Regions from separate parts of the Mus musculus genome. Here region 2 is linked to region 1. The links are chromatin contacts, called in public promoter capture Hi-C maps. All regions are on one chromosome and are shown on one strand. The core of a region is the stretch at or near the end of the contact, and the rest is flanking DNA. Distances in the headings are between cores, read along the strand shown.

Evidence for each region. Capture Hi-C pulls out chosen DNA fragments and counts their contacts.
Region 2: a contact with region 1 is called in a promoter capture Hi-C map of adipose tissue. The contact joins the promoter of Lypd5 here to the promoter of Zfp61 in region 1. A contact is called at or near these places in 2 of 484 Hi-C or Micro-C datasets (ECoMG myeloid progenitors and morula), 2 of 115 datasets of contacts at active chromatin or transcription factors (double positive thymocytes and embryonic stem cells) and 3 of 9 other capture datasets (adipose tissue, liver and pancreatic islet).

The regions. Positions count from the first base shown.
Region 1 is chr7:24,296,837-24,304,293 of GRCm38.p6, forward strand. Zfp61 (zinc finger protein 61) reads right to left here and starts at 2,713. Exons shown (of 7, transcript NM_009561.2): 1 at 2,357-2,713; 2 at 1,438-1,539; 3 at 737-902. It overlaps Zfp94 (zinc finger protein 94), which reads right to left. Exons shown (of 6, transcript NM_001199321.1): 6 at 4,868-7,037. The coding sequence ends at 5,719. Gm51470 (a long non-coding RNA gene) reads left to right here and starts at 7,014. Exons shown (of 3, transcript XR_003946725.1): 1 at 7,014-7,068; 2 at 7,178-7,284.
Region 2 is chr7:24,346,439-24,353,895 of GRCm38.p6, forward strand. Lypd5 (Ly6/Plaur domain containing 5) reads left to right here and starts at 2,758. Exons shown (of 5, transcript NM_029806.2): 1 at 2,758-2,864; 2 at 5,086-5,214; 3 at 6,011-6,187; 4 at 6,519-6,665; 5 at 6,993-7,457. The coding sequence starts at 2,807. The coding sequence ends at 7,252.

The sequences.
Region 1 (7,457 bases), core at 1,463-3,962:
CCTGGGTACTGTCCCAGGAGAGGAAATTCTCTCTGCTGGTTCACGGTGAGTTTCTAAACTGCTGCATGGGACAGCCCAGTCCAAGGAACACAGCTGCCATTTAAAAGAAACTTACCCAAGAAAACCTGACAGAACCAAACTAAAAGAGCCATTGTTCCAGTTGCATACTAAAGTTGTAACAGTTCTGTTTTTTTTTTTTTAACATGATCTGTAATTTTAGACATCTCCATGTCTATAATGTTAAAAAAAAAAAAAAGTTATTTGGAAATACCAGAATTGGTGAAAACAGGGCTGGTGAGATGGCTCAATGGGTAAGAGCACTGACTGCTCTTCCGAAGGTCCTCAGTTCAAATCCCAGCAACCACATGGTGGCTCACAACCACCCATAATGAGATCTGACACCCTCTTCTGGTGAGTCTGAAGACAACTACAGTGTACTTGCATATAATAATAAATAAATCTTTGGGGGAAAAAAAGTTAAAAAAAAAAAAAGAATTGGTGAAAACAACTTTTTTTAAAAACCTAATACCAGGGACTGGGGAGATGGCTTAGTTGGTAAAGAGCTTGCTGGGCAAAGCACAAAGACCTGCGTTTCATCCCAAGGGCACATTTTACTTGAAAAGTCAGGGGTTGGGGAGGAGGGGGCTGCATGCCAGTGGCACACACAGATCTATAAAGCCAGTTCTGCGAAGGCAGATAATGGCATCTCTCCTGCTTCTTGGTCAGCTGGCCTCACCTAATTAGGCAATCTCGAAGTCCACGAGGGAGGATTTGGTGGATAAAAGCTTTTACCACCAAGCCCGAGTTTGGTCCTCAGGATACACAGGATGGTAGATGGGCAGCATCTCCCCAGCGTGGTCTTCTAATCGCCACACCCACACCGCAACTCACGTTTTCCACCCCTACATAAATATTAAACAGAAAAACAGTGGATGGTTCCTGGGAACCCGAGGTTGACATCCGGCGTCCATACATGTACACACACACACATGTACACACACACGTACACACACACAGGTCTCAATAAATGTACAAAGCCCGCTCTCAAGATCCCTGCAAGCCAGTGCTAACCTATATTCATGATACTGGCTGGCTTCCTCTGGGAGCTTGGACCAGTAAAATGTGGGTTTGAACAGCCTATTGTCAGAGGCTAGCCTGGGATATGGCCCCCACCCTTGGGTTCTTGGAAAGAAAACTCTTTTACCCTCTCATGCAGTGCCAAGGCTTAGAAACCCCCGCTTGTGGGTTTTTTTTTTTTCCTTTATCCATCCCTTCACCTAGTGCTGGGGGTCACTCTCCTTCCTGTCCCATCGGGAAGGTCTGTGGCCCAAGTTCAAAGTAGGACAAGGATGTTCGTGTGCTTGCTTCCGAGTTGTGGTGCCTGGTGGTCTCTTCGGGGTTTCTGCCATCTGGGCACAACACTCTGTATAGACTCACCTCTAATAAAAGTTAATCCCAGGTGTACGACCCACACATCCTCCAGCGTCAGCCAATCTTAGTCACTTATGGCTTCCAGCACTGCTTTTTGGGAAGTCAGGGCTGCAGGGAAACCAAAAATTGTAAAATTATAAAATTCCCTACATTACATCTCACAGTTCCTGCCCCAGTACCTGCTGCAAGCAGCCAGCTCCTTCCTCTAAAGGTCATAGATGGGTCACAACTGTGACGGCCAAGAACTGGATGAAGTATTACTATGGTCTCTCCATGAGACCTGCATGCCAGGCAGTTTTGAGTGTTTCACCATCCTTTTTTTTTTTTTTTTCTCTCCAAGTATGCTACTAGGAAGGTCTAATGTCTGTCTTTTGCAGAACACCCAAGATATGCACAGAGAGATCTGCTAGTGCGGCAGGGGCAGAAGCAGAGCCGACTAGGGGGTGGAGAAGGTGGGCGCCGCGGGAGCAGGGAGGGAGCTGCAGAAGGGGAGCGGTGGCCGCAGGCGGAGAGGGGGGCTGCAGGAGGGAGGTGGCTGCAGGAGTGAGGGGGACTACAGGAAGGGAGAGGGGGCTTCAGAGAGGAAAAGAGGGCTGCAGGGAGGGAGGGGGGTAACGAGGGGAGAGGGAAACTGCAGAAGGGGAGGGCTGCTGCAGGCGGGAGGGCTGCTGCGGGCCGGAAGAGGGGGTCTGAGGGCAGGGAGAGTGGGTTGCAAGAAAGGGCTGCAGGACCAGAGAAGGAGATTGAAGGCAGGAGAGGGCTGCGGGCAGGAGGGGAGGGGAGCTGCGGAATGGGAGAGAGAGGGCTGCAGGCAGGGAGAGGGGGCTGCGGGGACGGGGCGGGGCGGGGGCACTGCAGAAGCCGCTCGCGCCGAGGGCCTGCAGGCACCAGGACGCTCCCTCCGGAGCTCGCCGCTGCTCCTTACCTTTCAAACCTCGCTCCTTCCTTTTCACCCGAGACGCAATTGCTGTCGATCTCAGAAGCATCTAGCGGGTCATTCTGGAGGTTCCTGGCTAAAATAACTCAAATCCAGGGGGACAGATGGCTACAGGCTAGCCTGAAGCCGACGAGTTCCCAGAATTCCGCGTGGAGAAACCGTGCGTGACGCTCGGCTCCCTCAGTGGTAACGGAAGTGAGGATGCAGAGGCGCGGGTGGCCGGTCCCGAAGCTAGGGGAGGAGCACCATCCTCCCGTATTGGATTTCCCTGTTGTTTTTCATTTCCCATACTCCCTAAGAAAGTCTTGGACAGCAACGTCTTTACATTGGAGGATGTCTGCCTTAGGACGTATAGGCTTTGGCGCTGGAGAGATGACGTGGTGCGGAGAGCGCTACTAACTGCGGAGCTCAAAACCGTAGTTGCTCCAGCTCCGGAGGACCCGTCGCTCTCTCGTGGCGTCCTCGAGCACTGCATGTACAAGGTACACAGACAAAACATGCAGAGAAAACATCCATAAATAAATAAATAAATAAATAAATAAGTGAGTGAATAAATAAACTTTCCAAAATACTAAAATAAATAAATAAATAAAATAAATCATTTATTGGTGTGTTCATGCATGCGTGGGGAGCGTGCGTGCATGTTATGTGAGACCCCCGAAACTGGGGAGACCTCCGCTCAAGTCCCGGGATGAGCTGGCACCCCAATAAAACCACACCTGATGCAAAACCACAAGAGGCTTTATTGTCAGCTAGCTGAGGACCGCGCAGGGCAGGGGAGTTCGGCCCCCAGAGGTAACAGTAGGGGGGGGGTCTTTTAAAGGAAAAGTGAGGAATTGGGAGGAGTTGGGAGGAGAGTTGGCAACAGTTCTTCTCTGGCGAGGTGGGGGAGTGAGCTATAGCTCCTCTCCTGTGTCTATCTCCGTGTCCTTGGCACAGGGAGCCAAGCAAGGGCCTGGCTAGGTCTTCCTACAATTATCGCATCTCTGGTTGTAAGGCACAGAAAAAAAAAAAAAAAAAAAAAAAAAAAGCTTTTTGCTGGCTATAGAGAACAAAGAGCTTCTTTCTGGCTGTATCCCCAGAGATCGGGGAAAACGGGCTTGGGGGAACGCTCGGGGTCTCACAGTTACAGCGCAAATGAGGAAGTCATAGGACAGCGTACAGGAGTAAATCTCCTTGCAGTCACTATGTGGGTGCAGGGGACCCAACTCAGGTTGTCAGGCTGGGCAACAGGAGTGTTTACCTGCTGAGCCACCTTGCCAGCCCTTGAAAACTCATAAACCCCAGCACAAGAGCCAACTTTTTAAAAGGAGTGAAGATTCAAACATGGTTCAGCAATTTCAATAGAAATAAGAGTAGCAAACATGGACATGTTTATCTTTAGAATTTTTTTTAAAGAAATGGATATAGGCAAATTACCTTGTGGGGGGAAAATGATAACATGTGAGAACTGAACTATCGCATGTTGATGGCAAGAATACAAAGCGGACAGCTGTGTATTTTTTAAAGTTGCTCTTAGAAAAGTTAAATATATTACCATTGATCAACGTAGTAGTAATTCTAGATGTAAATGGCTGGCTGTTTCACAGCATAACCCATTCTCTTAACTCCCTCCTTCCAGTTTCCAGCCCAGGCCCCTTCAAACATTTCTCCCGGCCACTCCTCCCTCAGTTTTCCAACAGCGTAAACAGTCCTTCTCCGGCTTTCCCCATTCTAACCGCTCCAAGCTATAACATCGGCTCTGCCTGTCTACTCAGCTCAGCTTCTCCTGGCTCAGCTGTCTCAGAGTTCCTTCTGTCCCTACTGCCTTCTCCTCTACCCCGCCCCTTCGCTTCTACTAGCTCCGCCCCGGCCCCGCCCCCGGCCCCTTCTCCGCCAAAACTGGCTTTGTTCTCCTTGGTCTCCTGAAGTTTCTCAGTCCCTGCTTCTTTACAAGAAATGATGGAAGCTGTTGCCTATACAGTGAGAGCTTGCCTTTATTTCATTAGCTTGTTTCTCATCATTTTCTTTTCAATCAACTGAGCTCCGTGTTTATTTCACTGACTTTAGACTCAAGTTGGAGATAGTTACTGTGGCCCATAGCTGACTCAGAAACCACTTTTGGCATAAAAATAGATTGATTATTTTAAATATGCAATTCCTTTTTCTTGCTTTCTAATTCTTTTGGAATTTTTTTAAAGATTTACTTATTTTATGTATGTGAGTACACTGTCGCTGTAGCTGTCTTCAGACACACCAGAAGAGGGCACCGGATCCCATTACAGGTGGTTATGAGCCACCGTGTGGTTGCTGGGAATTGAACTCAGGACCTCTGGAAGAGCAGCCAGTGCTCTTAACCACTGAGCCATCTATCTCTCCAGCCCTCTTTTGGAAATTTTTCTGAGACCATATATGAATTAAATGTTGTTTCCTCCTTTAGCCTCTTCAGGAAACTCCATGCTTTGCATCCACTGCAGCTGGCAGACTGAATAAAAATTTTTCAAGTGACTGTCTTTCTCAAGGCTGGCTTAACAGTTTACTGAAGGCATATGATGTCTTAGGCACTGCTTGTGAATATAGGTACGCAATGTAGATATACAATTCAAACATGTACTATTAATTGGGAAGAAATGTATTTTAAACAATTTCAGTAAGTGGTAATTTATTAACCACAAAACCTAACTTGCACAGTAGTGCCGTGGAACACTTTCTGTAAAGGGGAGTAATGAGGATGGTCAAAATCCCACTGAGACACACAACAGAGTCTGCAGCTGAACTAGAAGACCGAGAACAGGAAAGCTCCGTGAGCAACGCTTCCGGAAGAACAGAAAGCATGTGTACTGTAGAAAGCCATGCAATTTGTCATAGACAACAACGCCGACCCTGAGCAGAGAGGCTGGGCCCTGTGTGTGGTGATGGTGTGTTCTGAGGAAGGCTGCAGTGAAGTCACACAGTTGCATCATGGGTAAGAGCTGCCAGAAGCTCCTAGAACCTGTTGAATTCTGAGGTTTTGGTCCCTGGATATGCAGAAAGCTTGTAGTGTTCCTAAATATCTTGTGACTGTCACTTACGGTAATGAAGCCCCACACGGGGTTGCAACCAGCAACATAAGAAAGTGATCTGGTTCCTTCCTTTGAGATACCTCCAGGTCACACTCAACTTTCCCCCGGTTGGTTACTGTCTCCATGTGTTAAAGGTCAAGGTTCTGACTGAAGTCTACATGGCTCCAACTTACAAGGCTTCTCTGCTTGTGGTCTCCCAAGCATCAAAATGCATCCTGGTCCAGTCAAAATACTAATACTACAACTCCCTTGAGAACTCTAAGAGTTGGGACCTTTCAGCTTCCAGTTGAAATATCAAACTATAAAACATTATAGAGTTTGTTTCCCCTGTGAGCCTTCTGATGCAGGCAAATCCTTGCGACCCTCATCCTCTGCATGGGCGCGCTGGTGAATTAGGAGACTTGAGCTCCAGCTGAAACCCTTCCCACACTCCTCACATCTGTATGGTTTCTCTCCTGTGTGAACTCTCTGGTGGGCCTTGAGGTATGAGCTCCAACTGAAGACTTTCCCACACTCCTCACATTTGTAAGGTTTCTCTCCCGTGTGGATCCTGTGGTGGTCATGGAGGTAGGACCTCTGCCGGAAGCGTTTTCCGCATATGTCACATCGATACGGTTTCTCGCCTGTGTGGACTCCACGATGAGCCAGAAAGTTGGAGGCCCGACAGAAGCCTCGCCCGCACTCCTCACATTGATAGGGTCTCTCTCCCGTGTGGGAGCGCTGGTGCGCTTGAAGGTGTGACTCTACAGTGAAGCCCCTCCCACACTCTGCGCACTGGTACGGTTTGTCTTCACTGTGGACCCTCTGGTGCACCTGGAGTATGGAGACCCGACTAAAGGCTTTCCCACACGTCTCACACTTATAGGGTTTCTCTCCCGTGTGGATTCTGCAGTGAACGTTGAGATCTGAACTCCGGCTGAAGCCCTTCCCACACGTGCTACATTTGTAGGGTTTCTCTCCAGTGTGGCCTCTCTGATGGGCCAGGAGATGGGAGGCCTGGCTGAAGCCTTTCCCACACTCCTCGCATACATAGGGTTTCTCTCCCGTGTGGACTCTTATGTGATTGTTAAACTCCGAGCTGTGACAGAAACTCTTCCAGCAAGCATGGCACTGATAGGGCTTGTTTCCAGTGTGGCCCCGCTGATGGTCCAGAAGGGTGGAGGCCCGAGTGAAGCCCTTGCCACACTCCTCACACTTGTATGGCTTCTCTCCAGTGTGCCTCACCTGATGGGCTTGGAGACCCGATAACCGACAGAAGGCGTGGTCACATTTTTCACACCTATACCTCTTCTCTCCTGCGGGGGGTCGCCCGTTAGCCTGCAGAGGAGAGTCCCAAGAGTCTTTCTCGCTCCTCTCCTCTCTGTAAGGTTCTTCACCACCATCTGTTCCACAGTGGAGTTGGAGCCATGGTTTCTGACCGGAATGTTTGCTGTACTTCCTGTCTGCACCATGTGCATCATCTCGCTTCAACGGAGAGCCAGTTTCCCTGATGCTTACTCTGCAGTCTCCAGCCTTCATTAGGTCCCTGCTAACCTGCTGCCAGATTTGTGAGCAGAAAAGCGCCTCATGTGACAGGTGCCTCAATCCCACTTCCTCAAGAGACTCCATCTCCTCAGGATTCTTGTCTCCTAGAAACACAAAGAGAATTCAGAGAGAGAGGTAGAGCGTGTGAATGCTCTGTTGGGTGATGTTGGATTATACAGTTAAACCACAGACTAAGGCTTCACTGAACCAGAGAATGAACGGCTCCCTTCCTTTTAACACCCAGGATCCTGTCATCTCAGGACACGTCCAGAAGCCAAGGTCAGTGCTCCCATTCACCACATAACAATGAGAACCAACGAGAACCATCATAAGCTCTACAGAGTATCACAGGTAAGTGACAAATTAAGATTTTCTTATCTCCAAAGCAAGAAAAATATTTCAAAAAGAGCAAGCTGGTGTGATGGCACGTGTCTTTAATCCCAGCACTTGGGGGGGCAGAGGCAGGCCGATCTCTGTGAGTTCGAGGCCAGCCTGGCCTGTTTCAGGACAGTCAGGACTACACA
Region 2 (7,457 bases), core at 1,508-4,007, 50 kb after region 1:
ACAGGGAGGTTATTAGCCTGAAAACTAGACTGAGGCCAATAGAAGACTCATCTTCCCTCCAGAGGGACTGAGAAAGAAATTGAAATTACAAGGCTTTTGTGGGCCCTGAGAGATGTCTGTTAAGTGCTCACACTGCTCCTGCAGAGGTTCGATTCCCAGCTCACCAACAACTGTAACTCCAGCTCCAGAGGATCTGGCGCCCTCTTCTGGCCCTGCACACATGTGGGCATCTGCACACATGTGTCTTCTGCTCACACATACAATAAAAATAAACGTTAAAAGATACAAGGTCGGGCCTGAAGAGATGGCTCAGTGGTTAAGAGCACTGCTGCTCTTTTAGAGGATGAGGGTTCGAATCTCAGCACCTACACTACTCACTACTGTCTGTAGCTCCAGTTCCAGGGGCCTGGTGTCCTCTTCTGGTCTCCACACACACTGCATGCACACAGTGCAGGAAAACACCCATCCTTATTAGATAGATAGATAGATAGATAGATAGATAGATAGATAGATAGATAGACAGACAGACAGACGGATGGATAAATGATAGATGGACAGATGAATGGATAGATGATAGATGGATGGATGGATAGATGTTACATATAAAGCCCACAAAGTCTTGTATGTATAAGTGTGTAGAAAGGGTAGAGGGTAGGGGGCTTGGTATGTGTAACATATGTATGTGTGTGTCTGTGTCTGTATGTGTGTGTGTTTGTGTGTCTATGTGCTCACCCAGTCAACTAAGCTGGCTGCTCTTTGAGCCTCAGGGATCCTCCTGCCTCTGGTGGTCCAGTATTGGATTTGAGCTGCTGCTCTTGATGTTCTGCCAAGTGCGTGGATCCCAGAGTTCACACTTGCATGGCAGACGTTTCATTGATTGTTTTTGTTTTGAGACAGAGTCTCCTGTAGCATAGGCTGGCTTCGAACCCCTTGTGTCGCCAGCAGGACCTTAAATTCTGACTTTCTTGCCTCCATCCAGTGCTGCAGTGATGGGCTGGGCCACTATGCCCAGCTCCCTTAACTCTGTCTTCAGTGACCCTGGAAGAGAGGAAGGTGTCAGAGCTGACAGGCCTGGTGTCAATCAAATCATTCCCTGCCCCTCTGCCCTCGCCTCAATCACTAATTCAGGAATTTCCTCAAACAGGCTTCTCGCTATCAAATCTCCATCAGTTTTAATTATAGGTATTGAGGAAGCAGGCGGTTCTCCATTTATTTAATAAGGGTGTATCAACACTGTCTGTGGGCGCATCCTGTCTATTAGGGTGTCTCTCCTCCCCTCTGAGCTTGTCTATGTGTCTTCATTTACATCTGTCCACACAGGATTGTGTCTTTTTTTTTTTTCTCCCAGAGACAGGGTTTCTCTGTGTAGCCCTGGTTGTCCTGGAACTCACTCTGTAGACCAGGCTGGCCTCGAACTCAGAAATCTGCCTGTGTCTGCCTCCCAAGTGCTGGGATTAAAGGCGTGCACCACCACTGCCTGACTCAGGATTGTGTCTTCTTGTATCTCTTTTTAACTTAAAAAAAAAAGTTAGCCAGTGTGTGTGTTTGCATTTGTGTTTGCGCACAGAATGTGCTATGTATAAAAGCTCAGACAACAACCCGTGACTGTTGTTTCTCCTCTCCCACCATGTGGGGCTAGAAAATTGAACTCAGGCCATCAGGTTTGGTGACAGTCACTTTTACCAAGTGAACCATCTTGATTCTTCTGTATCTCTCTCTCTTTTTTTTTTTTTAAGACAAGATCTCTTGTATCCCAGACTGGCTGTGTGAAACCCTCTTGCCCACTTTTATGCCATGCTGGGGCTCGAACTCAGGACTTTCCAGATGTTAGGAAAGCACTCTACTGACTAAACTACTTTCCCAACCTTTCTTTTACATTTTTGCTTGAATTTGTTTGTTTTGAGATAGGGTCTCATATGGCTCAGGTCTCAAACTCACTAAGTAGCAGGATGACCTTGAATATCTGATCCTATTGTCTCTGCCTCCAAGCACTGGGTTGACAGGCCCGAACACCTGCTTTATGGAGCGCTGGAGGTGGGACCCAGGGCTTTATGTTTGCTAGACAAGTGCTCTGCCTACTGAGCCACAACCCAACCTGCCATTCTGCGTCTGTGGGTGATCGTCTTCTATTCCTCTCCCTCTCTTGCTTCATTCATTTATTCACTCATTCATTCTCCATTCATTCATTTCTTGTTACAGACATCCGTGGAGGCTGCAGAGGCGTCCCCAGTCCAATAGGAGAGAGAAACCTCTGCCCATCCTATGTGATCAGAAGTGACAGGCAGAGAGGGGAACAGGTAGCCGCTGGCAGCTGAAGAGAGGCAGTGGAGGCAGCGGATGGGGTCAGAGACTCTGGAGAGAGAGGATGTCTGAGTGTCTCCTCCAGATATTCAGTCTCGGGATTACAAGCCCGTGTCTGCGTGAGTGCTAAGAGCTGGAGTAGGGAGGTGGGAAAGGGGCAGGAATCAGGGACAGACCACAGACCATCACAGAATGTAGAAGGGATGATACCAACAGACCTGCGACATACAAATCACCCCCAAAGTCTAAGCTCCAGGCCCCCTAATGCCTTCCTCAGGGCCCAGGAGCCTGAGTCCCCACCCTCTTAATCCGGCAGCTCCACCATGATTACCTAGAAGGACACAGCCCACGTGAAGGAGGGCGGAAGGGTGGGGTGGAGAATCCTGGAATCCTGGCCAGGCTGGGTGGCCAGGATGCCTGGGGATCAGCAGGGAGAACCAGCCCAACTGCAAGCCAGAGTGGAAGGAGCTGTCCTCAGAGTCAGATCTCAGCTCCACAGGCCGCCATGGGGATCCCCAGGACCTTCCTGCACTGCTTCCTCGGGAGCCTGCTCTGCCTGACAGGTACCTGCATAGGCTGAATCCAATGGGCCGAAGAGCCTGAGCCAGGACTCCTGGCTCTGAGGGAGAAGGGCTAGGCTTGGACCCCTGGATCTGAGGAAGGAGAGCTGGGGTTTAGACTCCTGGGTCTGAGGGAAGAGGCTTGGGTCTGGACCCCTGGATCTGAGGGAGAAGGGCTAGGCCTAGATCCTGGGTCTGATGAAGGAGAGGTGGAGCCTGCACTCCTGGGTCTGAGGGAGGAGGGCTGACATCTGGATCCCTGGGTCTGAGGGGAGAGTGCTGATGTCTGGAGCCCTGGGTCTGAGGGAGGAGGGCTGGGGTCTGGACCCCTGGGTCTGAGGGAGGAGGGCTGGGGTCTGGAGCCCTGAGTCTGAGGGAGGAGGGCTGGTGTCTGGAGCCCTGGGTCTGAGGGAGGAGGGCTGGGATCTGGAGCCCTGGGTCTGAGGGAGGAGGGCTGGGGTCTGGAGCCCTGAGTCTGAGGGAGGAGGGCTGGGGTCTGGAGCCCTGGGTCTGAGGGAGGAGGGCTGGGGTCTGGATCCCTACATCTGAGGGAGGAGGGCTGGAGGCATGCTGTCTTGAATCCTGGGATGGTGGAGACCATAGTACTCCCATTCTCATTCCCTCTTCACCCCATCACTGTCATCTCCTCTGGCACAGGTCTTCCTTTCTCTCCCTCCCACCCCCTCATTGAGGGCATTTCTGGGGAGCAATCGGGGCTCTCCCCAGAGCTGGAAAGGACCTTAGCTCCATCTTTGAACCCTCTTCTACAGGGATTTACTCACTTGAGTATGGATGGGCTGTGAAGGACAAATTAGAAGGATATGAAGCAAACCGCTCTTGCACAAGGCTTAATCTGTGTGTATTTGCTCATCGTTGGATGCAGTTTGGTATCTGTGTGTCCTCGAGTTGGCAACTGCTTGTGCTCCTCTGCACCAGATTTCAATATCTAAGAAGTGTGTGTGTGTGTGTGTGTGTGTGTGTGTGTGTGTACACCTGTGTTTGCTAACAAGCCTGACAATCTAAATTTGATTCCCAAAAGAATTGACTTCTAAAACTTGCCCTCTGACCGACACGCATGTCCTGGGGGTAGCATCCTCATGCCACGCTTCCTCTACAACACAGTATATAAAATGCAGTCAGAAAGATTTTGATTTCGAGACAGGATCTCACTGTTTAGCCTAGCTGGCCTGCAACTTTCAAGTGTAGACCAGGCTAGCCTCAAACTCACAGAGACCCACCCATCTCTGCCTCCTGAGTGCTGGGGTTAAAGGCGTGCACAACCATACTTGGCAACTATGTAAATTTTTTAAAATGTTTTTGCATGCTGCAGGACTGTAATCCCAGCGCTCCACCAGCCTCAGCTGCACTGTGAGTTCCAGGCTAGCCTAGGCTACATAAGACCCTGTCTCAAAAAACAACAAAACAAAACATTCTTTGACTGTCAGTTTCTCTCCACATTTTTTGAAAAAAGAAAAAGAAAAGAAAAAAAAAAAAAAAAACAAGATCTGTGTGTAATTTTCCACGTACATGCCCACTGTCTCTGTGTTATCTCTATGGCTTGCATGTTAATATCTTTGTGTACTTAGATATTAGAGTGTGTGTTTTCTTTCTGCCTATTTATTTCCATGTTTCTAAATATCCTGTATCCATATATGATTTCTAGACTACTTTGATGAGATCATGTGTTTTCCTCATTCTTTTTGCCGTGTGTGTGTGTGTGTGTGTGTGTGTGTGTGTGTGTGTGTATTGGCACATGCCACAGCTCACATGTGGAAGTCAGAAGACAACCTTCAGGAGTTGATGCTCTCCTTCCACAAAGTAGGTCCCGGGCATCGAACTCAGGAAGTAAGGCTTGGCAGTTAGCATCCTTGGCTGCTCAGCCATCTTGCTCTGCATGCAATAAGTACAAACCTGTGCCAGAACTTAGAGTTCTGGCTGGGTGTGTGTTGCCCCACCCTCTTCCTGCCACAGGTGTAGATGGTTTCAGGGTGTCTGTGGAGGGGTGGGCAGAACAGGAAGAAATCACTAAGGCCCTTATGTAAATGACAGAGGTCTTCCAGGACCTTGGCAGCACCTGGTGATGCCAGGCAGGCTCAGCCATTGCTGACATCATTCTCTCATGGTGGCATGAGACACAGCAGCCTGGTGTGTATCTGTCCCACACTGCATGGAGTCCTAGGTCCTGTGATAGCTCCTCCTGACCTCCTCCCCACCCTTCTCCTAGGCTCCCAGGCCCTACAGTGCTACAGCTACGAGCACACCTACTTCGGGCCCTTCGACCTCAGCGCTGTGAAACTCCCCAGTGTCTCTTGTCCTGAGGGGTGCTCTGAGGTGGTCTTGTCGCTGGATACCGGTGAGGACAAGAGGGCAACGAAAGGATAAGCAGCCCGAGAAATAGAGAAGACAGAGAATAGAGGGATGGGGAAGAGAGAGGAAGAGAAACGTACTCAGTAGAAGAGGAGGAGAGAGATAAAGGAAAGTGGAGAAGAGTGCAGGGATGGTGGGGAAGCAATGAGTGGACTTGGTGGTTCACACCCAAGACCCTGGCACCCTGGAGGTAGATGCAGGAATGCTTTTGTGTTTGTGGCCAGCCTGGACTACAAGGCAAGACTTTGTCAGAGGGAAAAAGAGAAAGAGTCCTGGTGGCACACATCTCTAATCCAAGCACTTGGAAAGTAGAAGCAAGAGGATTATCCTTGGCTATGTAAATTGTAGGCCAGCCTGGGCTACATGAGACCCTGTCTCAAAAAAATGAACAAACAGGGCTGGAGAGATGGCTCAGTGGTTAAGACCACTGGCTGCTCTTCCAGGGGACCCAGGTTTGGTTCCCAGCACTTACATCGTGACTCACAACCATCTGCAGAGATGGGGATCTAACGCCCTCTTCTGCCCTCTGTGAACACTGCATGCATGCATCATACATACAGGCAAATTGCTCTTACATATAAACTAAAAATAAAGTCTTCTAAGTCAAGGAGAGTTGGGAAGGGAAGGGATGAGAAGGGCAGAGTAGGAAAGGGAAAGAAAAAAAAAACTCAGGATAGCAAAAGATAGAATGGAAGGAGGGAAGAGACAAAACTCAGTGAGAGGAGGAGAAATGCAGAAGTAGGGAGGGAAGGCTCACTCTGGCCTGGTACTCTCCCGCCCAGGTTACCGCAGCCTGGTGACAATGGTCCGGAAAGGATGCTGGACAGGCCCCACCACCGGCCCCATGCAGACCAACCAGGATGCTCTGCCTCCCGACTACGCGGTGGTCCGTGGTTGCGCCACTGACTACTGCAACAGCAACCTCAAGACTCACGACGCCCTCCCCAACCTGAGCCAAGGTGAGCTGGGGGCGTGACTGGAGAGGTCGGAGGCAGGGCTGGAGAAATCGGGGCGGTGCTGGAGAAAGTAGTGCTAAAGAGGTTGGGGGGCAGAATTGGAGACGGTGGGGTGGGAGGAGTCTGGAGAGCTGCTAGATAACTCAGGGCTGGAGACGTCACGGGTGGGGCTGGAGGGGGCCAGGGCTGGAGAAGAGGTCGGGGGCACTGTCTCCGTTGAGCGCTGCTCTGGCTGTAGGATGCCATACCTCACTTTGGCATGAGCAGGTACACTGCTCAGCCTGCACTGTCAGACCGAAGCAATGCTCTAAACCTCATCTACTGTCTTCTCAAGCTCCTAACCCACAGACGCTCAGTGGCACCGAGTGCTATGCCTGCTTGGGGACCCACCCTGAAGACTGTTCCCCTGAGAAGTCCCGACGGGTCCAGTGCCACCAGGACCAGAGCGCCTGTTTTCAGGGCAACGGCCGGATGAACATTGGTGAGGGGCTGGGATGGTGGGAAGGCGCTGAAGGCCTAAGGGTAGAGCTACCAGAGAAGCATGGTTCTCTGTGGTCTTGTGTCTGAGGGAGGAAGCAAGACTGAGGTCTGAGGAAAGGGGTATGGTTCTAGACTGAAGGAGACATGTCTCTGATCTAAGGGAAAAGGCCTGTTGTAGACTGAGGGAGGAGGCATGCATGTCAGGAAGGAGACTGGCTCTGGTCTGAAGGAAGAGGCTTGTCTGCACTGAGAGATGTGGTCTTGGTTCCAATGAGCCCTGAAATGTGGTAGAGGACCGAGGCCTGACCCCTTCTCACTGTCCACCCAGGCAACTTCTCGGTGCCCGTGTACATCCGGACCTGTCACCGGCCCTCCTGCACCACCATGGGCACCACCAGCCCCTGGACATCCATCGACCTGCAGGGTTACTGCTGCGAGGGCCACCTCTGCAACAGGGCCTCGGTGACACAGATCCTGCCTGGCACCATGTCCTCGGCCCCTCCCAGAGCTCCCCGAATCCTGACCCTGCTGACGGCTGCTCCACTACTGGCCATCGCTCTAGGGGCGTCCGTCGGGTTCCCTGCATAGACAGCACCTCCAGGATCGCTCCGCAACTCATCACTCCAGCCCCTGGTGTGGGCTCCTTTAAAAATGATGTGAAAATAAGAGCTGCACTCCTGTCCCTCCAGTCACAACCTTCCACCCTGCTCTCTGTCCCTCCTTACTGCCGCTGGCCCCACCTCCTGGAAGGCCCATCTATCCAGTGCATTGAACGAGGTCCAACCAGCTTTCA